2 separate regions of the Gossypium hirsutum genome follow, and region 2 is linked to region 1. The links are chromatin contacts, called in public Hi-C maps. All regions are on one chromosome and are shown on one strand. The core of a region is the stretch at or near the end of the contact, and the rest is flanking DNA. Distances in the headings are between cores, read along the strand shown.

Evidence for each region. Hi-C and Micro-C count contacts between places; a contact is called where the count stands out from the background.
Region 2: a Hi-C map of leaf shows a contact between it and region 1, with 2.3 times the contacts expected there. The contact joins the promoter of LOC107951387 here to the promoter of LOC107951320 in region 1. A contact is called at or near these places in 2 of 34 Hi-C or Micro-C datasets (callus and leaf).

The regions. Positions count from the first base shown.
Region 1 is chrA02:40,774,755-40,782,172 of Gossypium_hirsutum_v2.1, forward strand. It overlaps LOC107951320 (U3 snoRNP-associated protein-like EMB2271), which reads right to left and starts at 4,571. Exons shown (of 7, transcript XM_016886322.2): 1 at 3,957-4,571; 2 at 3,492-3,834; 3 at 3,045-3,269; 4 at 2,518-2,746; 5 at 1,785-1,963. The coding sequence starts at 4,381. LOC107951321 (a long non-coding RNA gene) reads right to left here. Exons shown (of 3, transcript XR_001698397.2): 2 at 7,318-7,367; 3 at 5,793-6,137.
Region 2 is chrA02:41,458,045-41,465,462 of Gossypium_hirsutum_v2.1, forward strand. It overlaps LOC107951387 (trihelix transcription factor GTL1), which reads left to right and starts at 4,920. Exons shown (of 3, transcript XM_016886435.2): 1 at 4,920-6,019; 2 at 6,448-7,418. The coding sequence starts at 5,637.

The DNA.
Region 1 (7,418 bases), core at 3,321-5,820:
TTATTTGAAATAAGGGGACAACCATTTGGACTCAACCTCAATAGCAAGAGAAAAGCAAAAATTATCACATAAGACTCAATAGAATTAACCAGTATTTTCCACCTTTCTCAACCGTATGCTACTCATTATTGTGATGTAGGTTTAATAGAAGTGATTACTTAGCCTTAGACTACAAGCTAGAAAGGCCAAAAAGTGTCACCTCTCAGTCAACTTTTACTTGAGCTTTTTGCACTAGGTGTACATTATAGCCAGCTCAGAGGAAGTCAAACAAGATTTAATTGATGGATTAATTGTTTTAAATGTATACATTATTATCAGATAAGTGTTAAAGTTAAATGGCTTAATCACAGATCAATTCCAGCACCATGAAGGAATGAAACTATAACTAGGAATTAACAATCAATTGGAAAAGTGTGAGGGGGGTAGAAGAGGAAAGAAATGATTTTGAGTGCTCTTGATAAAAAAGAAAAGTGAGAAAGAAAATAACAAAAATAATCATTTCCCTTACCTATTAACAAAAACAAATCATCCATATTGGAAAGATAAAATGAAAGGAAAATACAAGTGGTGTGAGAAAATTGTGTATATTTATAAGATTATCCATTTCCAATTTTATGTTTTCATCTTAACTACAAAGCATATAATGATAAAACCTACTTTTTTCCTTCGTTTTTAAATCATACCAAGCAATTGGTGTAAACAAAATTATTCGTTTCTGTTCACTTTTTTTCTTACCAAGCATGCTAATGGAAATATATATATGTTCTCCAAGCATGCTAATGGAAATATATATATGTTCTCTATCCTCCCACTTTTCTAATTCAATTTCTGCTGGGTTGGATGGAAAGAAAATCGAAAGCTACAAAAGGAGCAAAAAAGTAGAAACGTGAAAAAAATATATTTTCTTGACATTAGTATGCTTGATGGAAAAGACGTAAAATGGAAGTAATTTATTTTTTTTCCATCCCCTGCCTGGTGGAGTTGAAAAATCAAAGGAAAGAAAATGAATATTTTAGAAATTGCATTAGTTTATGCACACTGAACTAACATATCTCTCATTTTCACTCTTATCATTCCAATTTAGATTGGAATGATATCTCTCATTTTCACTCTTATCATTCCAATTTGGAATGATTTGGTTTTACACATTAGGATTGAAAATGGTCATCTTTAATATTTTCTTTCCTCACTTTGGTTTCCAACCAAGCACACCTAAAATTTATTTTCTTTCCACTTCTCTACTCTCCTCTTTCTATCCTTCTACATTTTTCACTCAAACAAGCACACCCTTAAAACTCATCTTGTATGAAGCATCTAATCAAGACATCTAAAGCAAATTCTTCCATAACCCCAATTTTTTGGATATGAAATCAATCCTCAATGCTAAAAGCACTGAAGAAATACTAGTCATTACTAATGTTGAGAACTTTTGAATTGACATAAAATGGTCATTGTTATTCACTATATTTCTATTTTAAATTTTCATTATAAATAAAATTTATCTAACCTACAAGATTTAATTTCCATTAAAAGACTTTCTTTTAATGGGTCTATTATTTAAAAATCATTCACATGCATCTTATGTAATAACAAATACTAGTATTTCCCAAAGACATGTTTGAGTAGAGTGAAAATAAAATGTTGAAAATGTTAATTATTTCAGTGTCTTCTATTAGGTATTTGCAAAAGATCCAGCCCAAATGGATAATTCAAAAGCCTAAAAGTGCAGTATAAAGCAGTAGTAAACTGTTAACCAATGTATTGAGTAGGTGTCTTTAACTTACCAATGGAACGTCATATAAAGGCTGGATATCTTTTCTGCCAGTCTCAATGGCCCATAATCGAACACAACCATTACCAGCTCCTGATGCAGCAAGGTCACTGCCTCGACATACACTGATTGAACTAACCCATGAATATGTTGATGAAAAATTATAGCCCTCAATTTTGTGATCACCATTTTCTGCAGAGTGTAGGCATGAAACAAGTTAAACGACAGTGGCTAGCAAGCTGTATGGAGAAGTTAAAATTATATTTAAAACCTGGACAATTTGGCTTTTCCTTTTTGAGTCAAAACAATATCATACCAGCACTTTGATAAAGTAAATTAAAAAAAAATTGAAAAACAGAAAGAATCTTTTAAGGAGCAAAACACAATGAAAGAGGTATCCAGAGGTAGTGCTACTTCAGGCAAGGCTCAGCCTAAGATACTTTAAGCTTGATTCCATCGTAAAGTTATCACATTTTTAAACAAATCAGATGTTTTGTTTTAAACTAAGTCTAATATATAAAAATGATTAAAAGTTCATTTGATTTTTTTTTTTTGGGGGGGGGGTTGCCAAACAAAATCCAACTAAACTACGAACATAAATCAAATACATAGACCAAAGTCTAAACAAAGACCTTCATTCATTTAAAATATTTTTAAGTATTTAAATGATAAAAGGTGTATCTAGGGTGGCCGGGTTGGGCTTAAGACACATGAAAAACAGGGTTAATTGAAATATTTGTGATTACCTAAACAATTATCAGGGATATTTTCACAGCCTTTTTGTTCAACATTTTGGCCAGCAGGCAGCAGAGCATGAGCATTCTTCACAATATATACAGGTTTCTTTCTTAATACGTTCCAAAGTTGAATACTTCCATCGTCCGAGCCAGATAAGAATTCATCATTGTTAATAAAGCAGCAGCACTCCAAAGATGTTGGTGGGGGACGAAAAACCAATCGAGACTGGTCGAGAACCTAGTCAGCATGGTTCAAAAGGGATGCTTATCAGATATGGAGAACAAAAGCAATATCCCAGTATCCACCTAGCCTACAGTTCAATGAAACAAATTCTACTAGCAGTTCAATAATATGCTCAGAATATAGGGGGTGGAAGGGTCGTAGGGGGTGCATATTAGAAGATATCCAACAATTTTGATTGTACAGTGAACACAAGTGAACTTCTATCAGAAGCATTACTCCACATCACATTGTTATTTTTTCGTCCATGATTGTCTACTTGGATGATGAACTAAAACTTCTACATCATGTTTACCTTAAACAACATCATACATCGATCACGGCCAACTGTCAATACTCGTTCTTTCCTTAGGCAATCAAGGGTCAACACTTCACTTTCATGACCACATATTGTGTCAATGTAAGCTCGGTCTTCCATGTTCCAATACTTGATTGTTCGATCAAACGATCCAGAAAAAAGATCTGTAGTACCTTGCCTAAAACTTAAACATGACACAGGCTTTTGATGACCTGAGAATGCCTGTTGAGAACATATGAAAGGCCAAATTGAGAAAACTGTACACTTCATCATTGAAAAACAGGAATGGGTTAAGTTGGTGAGATTACATATTACTGACTAAACTAAAAACAGAAATATGTTGTCTTTTTCCTTCTACTTTTGGGCTTTTTCCAAAAATAAGGTATACAATATGTCAATATCATCTAGTATATCTGCTAAGTTTGATAAGTAAGGCGGAACTACCTGTAAATGCTCTCTTGTACGAATATCCCATAGATGAACATGGCGGTCTAAGCCTCCACTAGCCAAATACCGGCCATCTGAACTAACAGCCAAGGCTAATACACTTTTACTGTGCTTTTTAAGGCGACCCCTTGGATCCTTGGCCCCATGACTTTTAAGAATATCTTCACTAGGCCATTGGTACCTTTCTGTCTTCCCACTTTCTACATCCCACTGTAAAATAGTACCGTCTTTGGAAGCTGAGAAGCCCTTCAAGTCATCATCAGATAAAGCTACAGCAGTAACAGTGTGACGATGCTTCACCATGACTCTAAATCCATCAGCAGTTTCTGGCTTTTTAAGCCTGAGTTGAGTACATTCAACAATGTAAGCAATCTCTCAATAACAAAGCAAAAGTGCTCCTACGATATTCCAAAACTAGAACAGTGATTAGACGTTTTAAACATAGAAAAAAATTGTTTTTACCTGGAAGCAACGACTCTCTTAATCCTGCCACTCTCCTCAAGCTGTTCTTGCTGCAAAATCTTGGCCACAAGCGAATCCCTAGCCTCTTCTTCTTCCACTTCCTCGTCCCCATCCCTGCCCTCTTTCTCCTTCCTTGCTATTGCCCTCATCTTATCCAAAAGCTCCGTCGCCACTCTTTTCCGAATCTCACCAGGAGTCTCCTCAATCTCATTCTCATCCTCTCCGCCGTTTCCGTCAGAAGCCCCCTGAATCTCCGCCTCCTCTTCAGAACCACCTGACTCAATGTCATCATCCTCGTAGTCCATTTTCCGCCGCTTCTTACTCTCCGTCTCGAAAAAGGGATCATTTTTCAGCGAAAATTTCTTCCCTTTTGGGCATCCTTTTGTGGCCGACGTCCCCCGCTTCTTCTCATTCTTGCTCTTCATAGTTCAACAATCAGAGATGAAGAAACAGCTAAATAAATGAAGTGTTTCTTCAAAATGCAAAGGAGACGAGAACCGACGGGTTTAAGACTAGGGTTTTTCTATAAGAAAGCTGATATTATGTACTTATGTGATGCGATCTAAATACGGCTCGGGTCTCTGTTGCGATTAATAATAATAGATAGATAAATATAATTTATAGATAAATATAAAATTATATATATAGTTTTAATGTGAAATTTAATACAAGAAATTCAATTTGATGCAGTTATCTATATCCTGTTTCCATATATGGATTAGACTTTTAATTTTTAGTTTAATTGTATACATTTAAAGAAATAAATATATTTATTATTGATTAAGTCTTAGTTCAATTGATATTGACATTATTATCAATACTGAAATATATAAGTTCTAGTGCGTCAAAGCATATTTATTCTCTTATTAATATATTTGTTTTTGTTTGTAATATATGAACATAAATTAGTATTATGTCAATAATATTTTCATATATAAAATTCCACAAATTAAAAATTTAGATATAACATTGAACATTAAAATAAAGTTCATGGTAATTTTAATATTTATTCCTAATTATAATTATTTTTTATACAAAGCATAAAATTACCCATAATTATGGGTGTGGAAAAAAAATTCTAAACCGAAAAATCAAAGTGAATTGAACAAAAATATTGAATTTTTTCGGTTTTTTAATTTAACTGATTTTTATGTTCAGTATAATTTGTTTATTCGATTGATTTTCGATTTTGACATTTTAAATCAAATAACACGGATAAATCATAATCTATAAGGCCAAAAGCCCATAACCCAATTACATACCCAAACCTAAATTCAGACCTTAAACCTAAATACTTATTAAAACTTAATACTCGTAAAGGTACGTTTGATTCACTGTAATAGAATAAAGCTATAATTGAATAGAGCTCTAATGAATAGATTTGTAATTAATAATTCAATTGTTTGGTTGAATGGACTAAAATAGAACTGTAATAGTATTTTTTTTTTTGATTGAATAGAATAGATGTTGTAATAGTATAAGGAAAAAGACTTAAATGACCAAAGCACCCTTAGCAAAATTTTTTTATGTAGATAATTATTGTTGTTATTAAATTTTAATAAAATTATTGTTTAATATATTTTTATTAAAAATAATAATAAATAATTTTATCATATTTTAACATAATTATTATTACATATAATTTAATAAAATAATATACAATTTAATAACATTCTTAATATAATTATTATATTATATGAATTAAAAAATCATAATATATAATATTGTTAAAATAATATATAATCTATTTTATTGTTTTTAAACTGCATTACATATTTAATGTGCTAAAATATCATTAGTGAAACAAATAATTTAATTATTCTACAATAAAAAATAAAACATTAGAAGTAATAAATAACTTGAGAATTATATTTCATATCCAAATATAATATTCATATATTAACAAAATTTTCCATGATTTCATTAGCTTATATGTCATAATCCATATGTTAAATTCTATCATGTCATTATATCATCCAAATATTACAAACACAAAAACTTACCAAAATATCATCAATACAACCATGATTTTTAATGGTCAACAAGAAATCTTCTGACCCATTCCAATCGCACAGAAGAAGGTAAACTAAAGAAAATGAGCATTTGCGTTAGATGGTTTGGGATTTGCTCAACGCGCGATATCTTTCCCCTTCTTGTTGCTACCTTCAACCACTCCTTTAGCTAAAACATACAAATCATTCCATTATTTCAAGAGGATATACATTTAACACATTTAACCATTCCATTCCATTATTTCAAAAGGATACACATTTAACACACAAACCATAATAGTATACAACAACAGCAACCCTTACTATTAATAGCAATAATATATTTACAAAATATACATGTATGAACTAAAATTGAGTCAATGTTGAAAACACGATGCTAAAGAAGAGTAATTCTCGTAAGCATATAACCCTATTTTGAATTAAAAAAATTCAGGAAAGAATATCATGTCTAATCCACAAGGGAAACCAAATAAAATATAAATCCCAAATATTAAAAACATTTGCAAAAACAAATGATAGGTAGATAACGAAACATCTCAAAAACAAACAGTATATATTGATGCCAACCATTGGGCTAAAATTGACGTATTAATTCCATTAATGATGCACACAAAATAAACAAAGCCTCTTCAAGTCAAATGCTATCAATACAAATCATCAATGATTAAAAAAACCAACTCACATTGGCTGCAATCTCAGAGTCAAATCATACAAACAATTGACTATCAACTTATAAAAATTTCCTTTAATCATACAAACAAATATTTTTGTTTTGGTTAACATGTCATTCAAAAAATGGGAAAAAAACGACTTGAAAAGTGAGGTAAAAAGCAAAAGCTGGATTCTGGGAATGAATCATTGTTCTTATACTAGAAGTGGGTAAGCATCGATTTATCTTGTTTTAGTTCATAATTGATACTGCTTATTATAGAATAGAACTTTTTGGGGTTGATTCTTTTGTTTACCTTTTGTTTGTGGAAATGCTTTATATTCCATTTTAGGGATTGGTTTGCTTCATTGGAATCACCATCACCTGTTAGATTGTTTAGTTTTTAAATAGGTCAATCATTTAGATACGGAAAATAGTGAGGATGGGAAATTTGTTGATCCAAATGTTATCAAAACAAATCAGCAATGATTAAAAAAATCAGTCCACATTAACTACAGTCTCAAAATCAGATCATACAAACAATTGACTATCAAATGATTAAGATGGACTAAGATTCATGCTTGTGCTAAGCAAGAACTGCAAAAGCACAAAGCCTGGGTAAGTTTTTAAATGCAGAGATACTAGTTCAAAGAAATCCAAATAATAAAGCAGAAAGCTATAAATGTAATGAGTAACTTACTCTTCTTCACCAGAAGAATCAACAGATTCCATTGATGGTGTCTTTTTGGCCTATATGACAAAGCAAATGAAGATTCAAGTGAGTATGGTTTTCCTCTATCA
Region 2 (7,418 bases), core at 3,670-6,169, 680 kb after region 1:
AACAGATTTTATCACTTGAAACACTTGTATCGAAGTTCTTCATATCGATGAGTCTTAAATGCATTGATTCCTTTCATACCGAATGTGATTTTTAAATGAATTTTTGTTAATAATTTGCTTTAAATGATAATGTTTCTGATTAAATTATAATATCATTATTTGAGATATTATTAGAGACAAAGATAATGACTATGGATAACCTACCATTTTTCAAAATTGGATGACATTGGTACATTTCAACAATAGAAGATGGAATCGGATGAGGATGAAATAAAATATTACAATAAAAATGGAGGGAAATTATGAAATAATTGTATCCCTTCCTTTCTCATTTATTCTATCTATAAAGTTAGTAAATTAATCCAACATTAATTTAGTGGAAAAGTATTAAAATAACAAAATTTTAAAATTAATTACAAATATTATTATTTAAATATATGATTAAATTAGTGGTATGAGTCAATTGGACACCAATTTGATTAGAGAAATTACGCAAGTGTCCTTCTGTATTTAAAATAAGTTATATTATTTTAGGTACTTTAGTCTTTTCATTTAAAAAATAATAAATAATTTGCATAGGAGATTTGATCACATGACATTTGCATTGATAAAACTCTAACTTTATCACTCAACAAAAGCTTTACCTTGAATTGTTTTGTATATTTTAATTTTATTATACACACTTTATTACTTCCATCAATTGCATATATTTATACTATTATTTAAACACTTGATTGAGTTAGGTCACGAGTTAACTGAGCACCAACTCGATTAGAGGAATTACACAAATGTTCTTCTGTATTTAAAAAAAGTTATATTATTCTAGAGTACTTTAGTCTTTTTATTTTAAGAAACAATAAATAATTTGCATATGATGAGATTTTAACACCTGACATTTAATATCCTTGATCTAGTAAATAATTGTAGTGCATTTAATATTCTTAATCAGGTATATTTACGTGTTTAAGTTTTGTTTTACTCACAGTTCAATTTATTTTTTCATTCTAATATCGTACATATTGCATGTGTTATTATTAATAGCTTTAGACCATATATTTCATTATTTATTGTATGTTATTTTTAAACTAATCTTTGTATTTTAAATACATAGTTTTCACATACATACGCGTGTGATAGAATTTCTAGCAATAATAATGTTGTTGATTGAGTTGGTATTACAAATTAACTCGACATCAACTTAGAATTGATGACAACATTATAATAAACAATTGTATTCATTTAGTATTCTTAATCTAATATATTTATCTGTTTAAATTTTATTTTACTCACAATTGAATATATTTTTTTCATTTTAATATTACACATATTTTATGTGTTATTTTTAATTGGTTTTAAAACCATACATTTTATTATTTATGGAATGTTATTTTTAAACATATCTTTTTGTTCTAAATATTATTTTTCACACATATAAACATGTGATAGATTTTTTATTAAAATATTTTATTATGATATTTTTTACCTCATATAATCTAATATTTATAAATGGAGTTTAATTTCTTCCAATTTATGAAACAATTTCTTTTTTTAGAAGATTTCTACTAAAATACTAAGAAAAAGCCTTACTATTTCATTTTTCTTAAATATAATAAGTTTTAATTATTTTATTACTTTACTCGTGTGTGTTTTTAATTTAAAATTTCAGTAAAATAAAAGAATATTAACCCTGAATTGTGTCCTCATAAAACATAGCCCTTTAATGTGTATGCCATTATTAATCCTGCTTGGCATTACAATGACATAATTAATCATGCTAAATTATGACCCTAAACGAAATTAGGTAAAAAAAATATGTAAAAATTTAATGAGATCTGAATTGAAATGGTAAAATTAAATTTATGGATGATTTGATAAGAATAATATTTATATATATTTTTAGATTTTTATTGATTCTTAATACTAATTTAATCAAAGATTTAATAATATAAGTCAACTATAATCTAAAAAAGTTTTTTTTTCTTTTTAAATGTTTTTATATCAATTTATTTTGGCATGAATTTATTAGATATTTGGGGAAAAAAAAGAAATGAATAATTTAGGGATGGAGATTCTTGAAAACCATAATATGATACCAACAAATCCTAATGTTAATTTTCTATGATATGTATTGGCATCATTAAAATGATACCTAATGCCCTCATGCTTTAGATTGAGGGTTTGTAGCTGTCATGTTGAATTATAATTTTGCTTGCTTCATCAACATTATAATTATTTACAAATTTGAATTATTAATTAACATTTATTTCTAGTAATTTCTTTTAAAATCTAAACCAAAATAATACTCATGTTACAATTTTTAATATATATCTAATATGTACCGATTTATATATCTAATTCATAAATTTTAAACTTTTTTGTATTTGTTTAAAGTTATTTTTAATAATATTATTTTCAAATTTTAAAATTTTCATTAAAAATATAATGTATTTTATAACTATATCCAATACTAATTGATTGAGTAAAATGACTTTCATTTAATATTAATATTGAATTCTATATATGAATAATCTTTACCTTCTTCTCTTTAATTTAATTAAAAAAATTAAGATAGAAAAGATTGAACAAGGTAAGGTAAAAGGAAGGGGAATGTAAAATTAGTTAATAACAATCTATACCACATATAATTAAATTTATTTTACACCTAAAATTATGTAATAAATATATTTATTAAAAGTTCACCTAAAAATTAATTAATGAATTAGTTACAATGGTAAAATTATTTATTTATCATGCATGATGTATAAATTCAAAATTTTCATTATCTATTTATCAAAATTTTATTGATTTATTATATAAAAATATATTCTCATAAAATATAATTTAATCTATATTTGAGAGAGTATTTTAGTAATTTCATAATTGTGTGGTGTCTAATTGACCCGTAATATCAATTCAATAAAACACTTAAAATAAGTATATACTGGATTTTCATACCCACAATGTAGGTGAAAGAAAAATATAATATTGAAATTTTATTTATAAAAAAATAAATATTTGAGTTATAGGTGAAATGGTAAAATATTTATAGTTAAACATTATGTAAGTCAGATTGGGTTAAATCCTTACCTATTACATTTTTAGTTGTTTTATTTAAACCTTTCACATAAAAATAATAAAAGGCGAAAAATAGTATTATATTAATATTAATATTAATTTCTTATTGGAAAATGATTTTTAACGAATTTTTTAATTGAGTTGATTTTGAGATAGATATAATGCTTTTGATTAAGTTGGTGTCACCTAGATATGATCATGAGTTGGGCCACTTATCTAGGCCTGAAAGTTCGCCTGAAAAGTGAGAGGGTTTAGGCAAAAAATAAGGCTCACTTTCTAAATGGTTGAACCTCAATTAGTTATTTTTGCTCGAATCACATGTTGTTCTTTTTAATTATTTTTAATTTGTTAAAAAAATTTATTTTAATATATTTAGTGTATTTAATACATTATATTTTTATATAAATAATTATCTAAAAAATTTATTATGATCGAGCTAGGTCGGGTACAAATTTAATATTTTTAATATGGGTTGGGTTTGAACAAAATTCTACATCATTTGACTCAGGATCAAATTTAGTATCATTTATCAACCTAGTCTCAACTTTCTAATCTGTAACTCTGATGTGAATTTATCCAAAATTCATTTATTTTACAAAATAAAAACTATTGTTTTGAGGATATTCATATTTTTTTATATTTTGATAAACGTAATAAATTATAAGCCTATAATGGAGATTGAAGCCAAGATGTTTGCTGTCTCAATTTTACTATTTCATATTAACATTTAAAATATATTAAAATTGATTACATAATTGTTTCAAAATGATAATAATAATAATAATAATAAAAACAAAAGTAAAGGTCCCCAATGCACATGGAACTTAGAAAGGGGGGGCCGACAAGTTCGTTTAAACAAAGTCATATCAAAGTGACAACACAAGGGGGGCACTTGTTTGCTTAATTGCTTTAACTATGGTTTAAGCCTTTAAAAGGTCTGGTAGAGTATGGGATTTAAATTCCTTCCTTTTTTTCTTTAATTGTAAAACACACAATTAAGTAGCCAACGTCTACGTGCATGCTTGTATTACCAAAGGTAATGTAAAGCCTCAATTAATTGCTTGTTTCAAACCTACGTATTTTATTCTAATTTCTTCTTTCTCTATACTTTCCCCGTTAAAACACCCAATTAGAATTTCACAAAATAATAATAATAATAATAATAATAATAATAATAATAATTAGAGATTAACTAAAAAAGAAGAAGAAGAGAGAGTTAGATTTAGGTCAATTTCAAAAGGACATAATTGGAGCGGCAGAGAGAAATGATTAGGCTTTGGCACTAGATTTCTTTTTATTATTTGAAATTCCTAACACTCGACTTTCAGACTTGAGATATAGCTTTTTTGCCCCCTTTTTATTTTGGTCTAATTATAGTGTTGGCCCCTATATTTTTTTAAATTTAAAATTTAATCGTTTTACTTTTAATTCTAAAAAGTTATTTTTTTTACACTTTTGGTTTATTAATTGAAATTCAATAGATAACATCTTCAGAAATAACTTGTCAAATTGAATTACGAATTACGAAAAAAGTATACTTCTTTAAAATGGTAGTGAAGAACTTTACAACTCAAATTTAGAATACAAAATCTTATAAATTTAGATTTAATATTTTTATTCACTTATTTAATATTTTATGCTTGAGTAATATTAATCATGTATAAAATTCAATTTAATTGAATTCCAATTATTAAATTAAATAATATAAAATTAAATTTATATTTAATTATAAATTAAATTTCATATATATAAATATATAATTGAGAGCGTAATTAAATTGTTTAAAAGGGGAAAAAAGAGGGAATAATTGAATAAGAAGAAATGTAAGGAGGCAAAAGTGGGTTTAACAATTATTAGCTGCAAAGTGACAAAGCTCCTGACAACAAAGCATCATCTATACCTCCCTTTGTTTTTGTTTTATCATTTCTATGATTTCAGTTTCATCTTCATTTTCATTTCCCCCCCACCTCCCTCCCCCCCCCCTCTTTATTTCTCTCTCTCTCTCTCTCTCTCTCTTAATCATCATCATCCTCGTAATCGTCATCTCCATTCATTTGTTCTCTCTCTCTCTCTCTCTTTCTTCTTTATTCTGTCCTTTATTATTATTTTTCTTCAGATCGATAGGCGCAGTTGATTATGATTATACCCTTTCCTCCTCCTCTTCCTCTCTTTCTTCTTTACTGCTGCTAGCTCACCTCCCTCCCTTTTCTTTTTTTACTTCTCGAAGAGGTCACCACTAACTCTTCTCTCTTCGATCTTATCTATTTAACATCGTCCAATTTCTCACCCAACTTTCTCTGTTTTTATTTTTTTGGTTAACTGGGTTAGACCCCATTACAACGTGTCGATCACCGGAGCGGCTCCCCCCTCTCGCATCGAAGCTGTGTGGGGGAGGAGGGCGGAGAAAGAGCAAACACAGTGAGTGAGTGAATTGAAGTGAATTGTTGTGTATGGTATTTATAAGAACAAATGGAAGTGGAACAATCTTCATGCAACATTCATAGGATATGAAAGATTATTATTGGTGGGAGAAAAATAAAACAAAACAGATTTCCAAGTAGATGCAGCAAGGCGGCGGCAGCGGAGGGCATCAATCTCAATATGGGGAGATGGGTGGTGGTCCAACGACTGATGCAACGAGTAGCAGTCACATGGTGAGCGAACAGTCGGAGCAGTTGGAAGAGGCATCTCCTATAAGTTACAGGCCACCAGCTGCTGCCATTGGGAATCCCGATGAATTGATGATGAGGTTAGCCGAGGAAGGAGATGAAGGGGATCGACTAGGTGACGACCACGGCTGCGTAGGAGGGGGAGCTGGTGGAGTTGCAAGTGGCAATAGGTGGCCCCGTCAAGAGACTCTTGCACTTCTGAAGATTAGATCAGATATGGATGGTATTTTTCGTGATGCCACCGTCAAAGGCCCTCTTTGGGAAGATGTTTCCAGGTAAATCAAACAAACCCAATTTCAGTTCCTTAAATAATAAAATTACAGCAAATTCCAGTAAAAAATTTTATAATCATTTCCTGAATGCATTTCTCTCCATAAGCACATGGTTTCTATCTGTTTCCATCACAATTCACGAGCTGGGGCATCTTCATTTTTCTTTTTATAATTAATTAAAGAATAAGTAAAGGCTGAAAAGGCCCAGATCCGCTGCATGAACTCTAACCAATCCAATCTTTTCCATTTTTATATTATATGTATATGTATATATATTCCTCTTTATTTTTTTACTTACCACTAGTAGTATTATTCACGTCTTTTGAAATTAGCAACCCAGAATTTGAAAATCCCGAGAGAAATTCCTTTTAATTTTAAAAGAAGAGTTTGATTATGTGTTATGTGAGTAAACAAGGGGCTGGGTTTGGCAGGAAGTTAGCGGAACTTGGTTACAAAAGGAGTGCCAAAAAGTGCAAGGAAAAATTCGAGAACGTCCACAAGTACTACAAGCGGACGAAAGATGGTCGAGGTGGGCGTCAAGATGGTAAGAGTTACAAGTTTTTCAGCGAGCTAGAGGCTCTCAATACAACTTCTGCCACTCTGTCAAAACCACCCATCACGCCAGCCACCTCCGCCAGCCTCGACGTGGCTCCCATTTCGATTGGAATCCCTATGCCCATCTCTTCCGTCAGGATTCCACCTACTACAACTGCTATCCCAATGTCCTCGTCTATGTTACCCATGCCTGGATCCGCTCCACCACCTCCTCCTGCCACTCCATTTGGAATCAGCTTCTCTTCTAATAGCTCTTCCTCTTCTCAGGGCTTTGAAGATGAAGATGAAATCTGGAGGGAACCGTCGACGGACATGGGTGGCACTAGTCGTAAACGTAAAAGGCAGTCGTCGTCAAGAGAGGGTGGTAGTAGTAGTAGCAGGAAGAGGATGATGGAGTTCTTTGAGGGTTTAATGAAACAGGTGATGCAGAAACAAGAAGCGTTGCAGCAAACGTTTTTAGAATCCATAGAGAAGAGAGAGCAAGATAGGATGATTAGAGAAGAAGCTTGGAAAAGACAAGAGATGGCAAGATTGGCCCGCGAACATGAACTTATAGCTCAAGAACGAGCCATTGCTTCTTCTAGGGATGCTTTCATTATTTCCTTTTTGCAGAAGATTACTGGTCAGACCATTCAGTTACCCACAACTGTTAGTACTATCCCCTCGGTTCCACCTCCGCTGACACAACCAGCCACACCAGTTGTTCAACCACCGACTCCAATTCCTACAGCGGCTCCACCATTACATCATCCACCATCGTTACCGCAGCAAAAGTCACATTTGCACCATCAACAGCAGCAACAAGCTCAAAATACCCAACTTCTTGTGAAGCATAATCAACAACAGG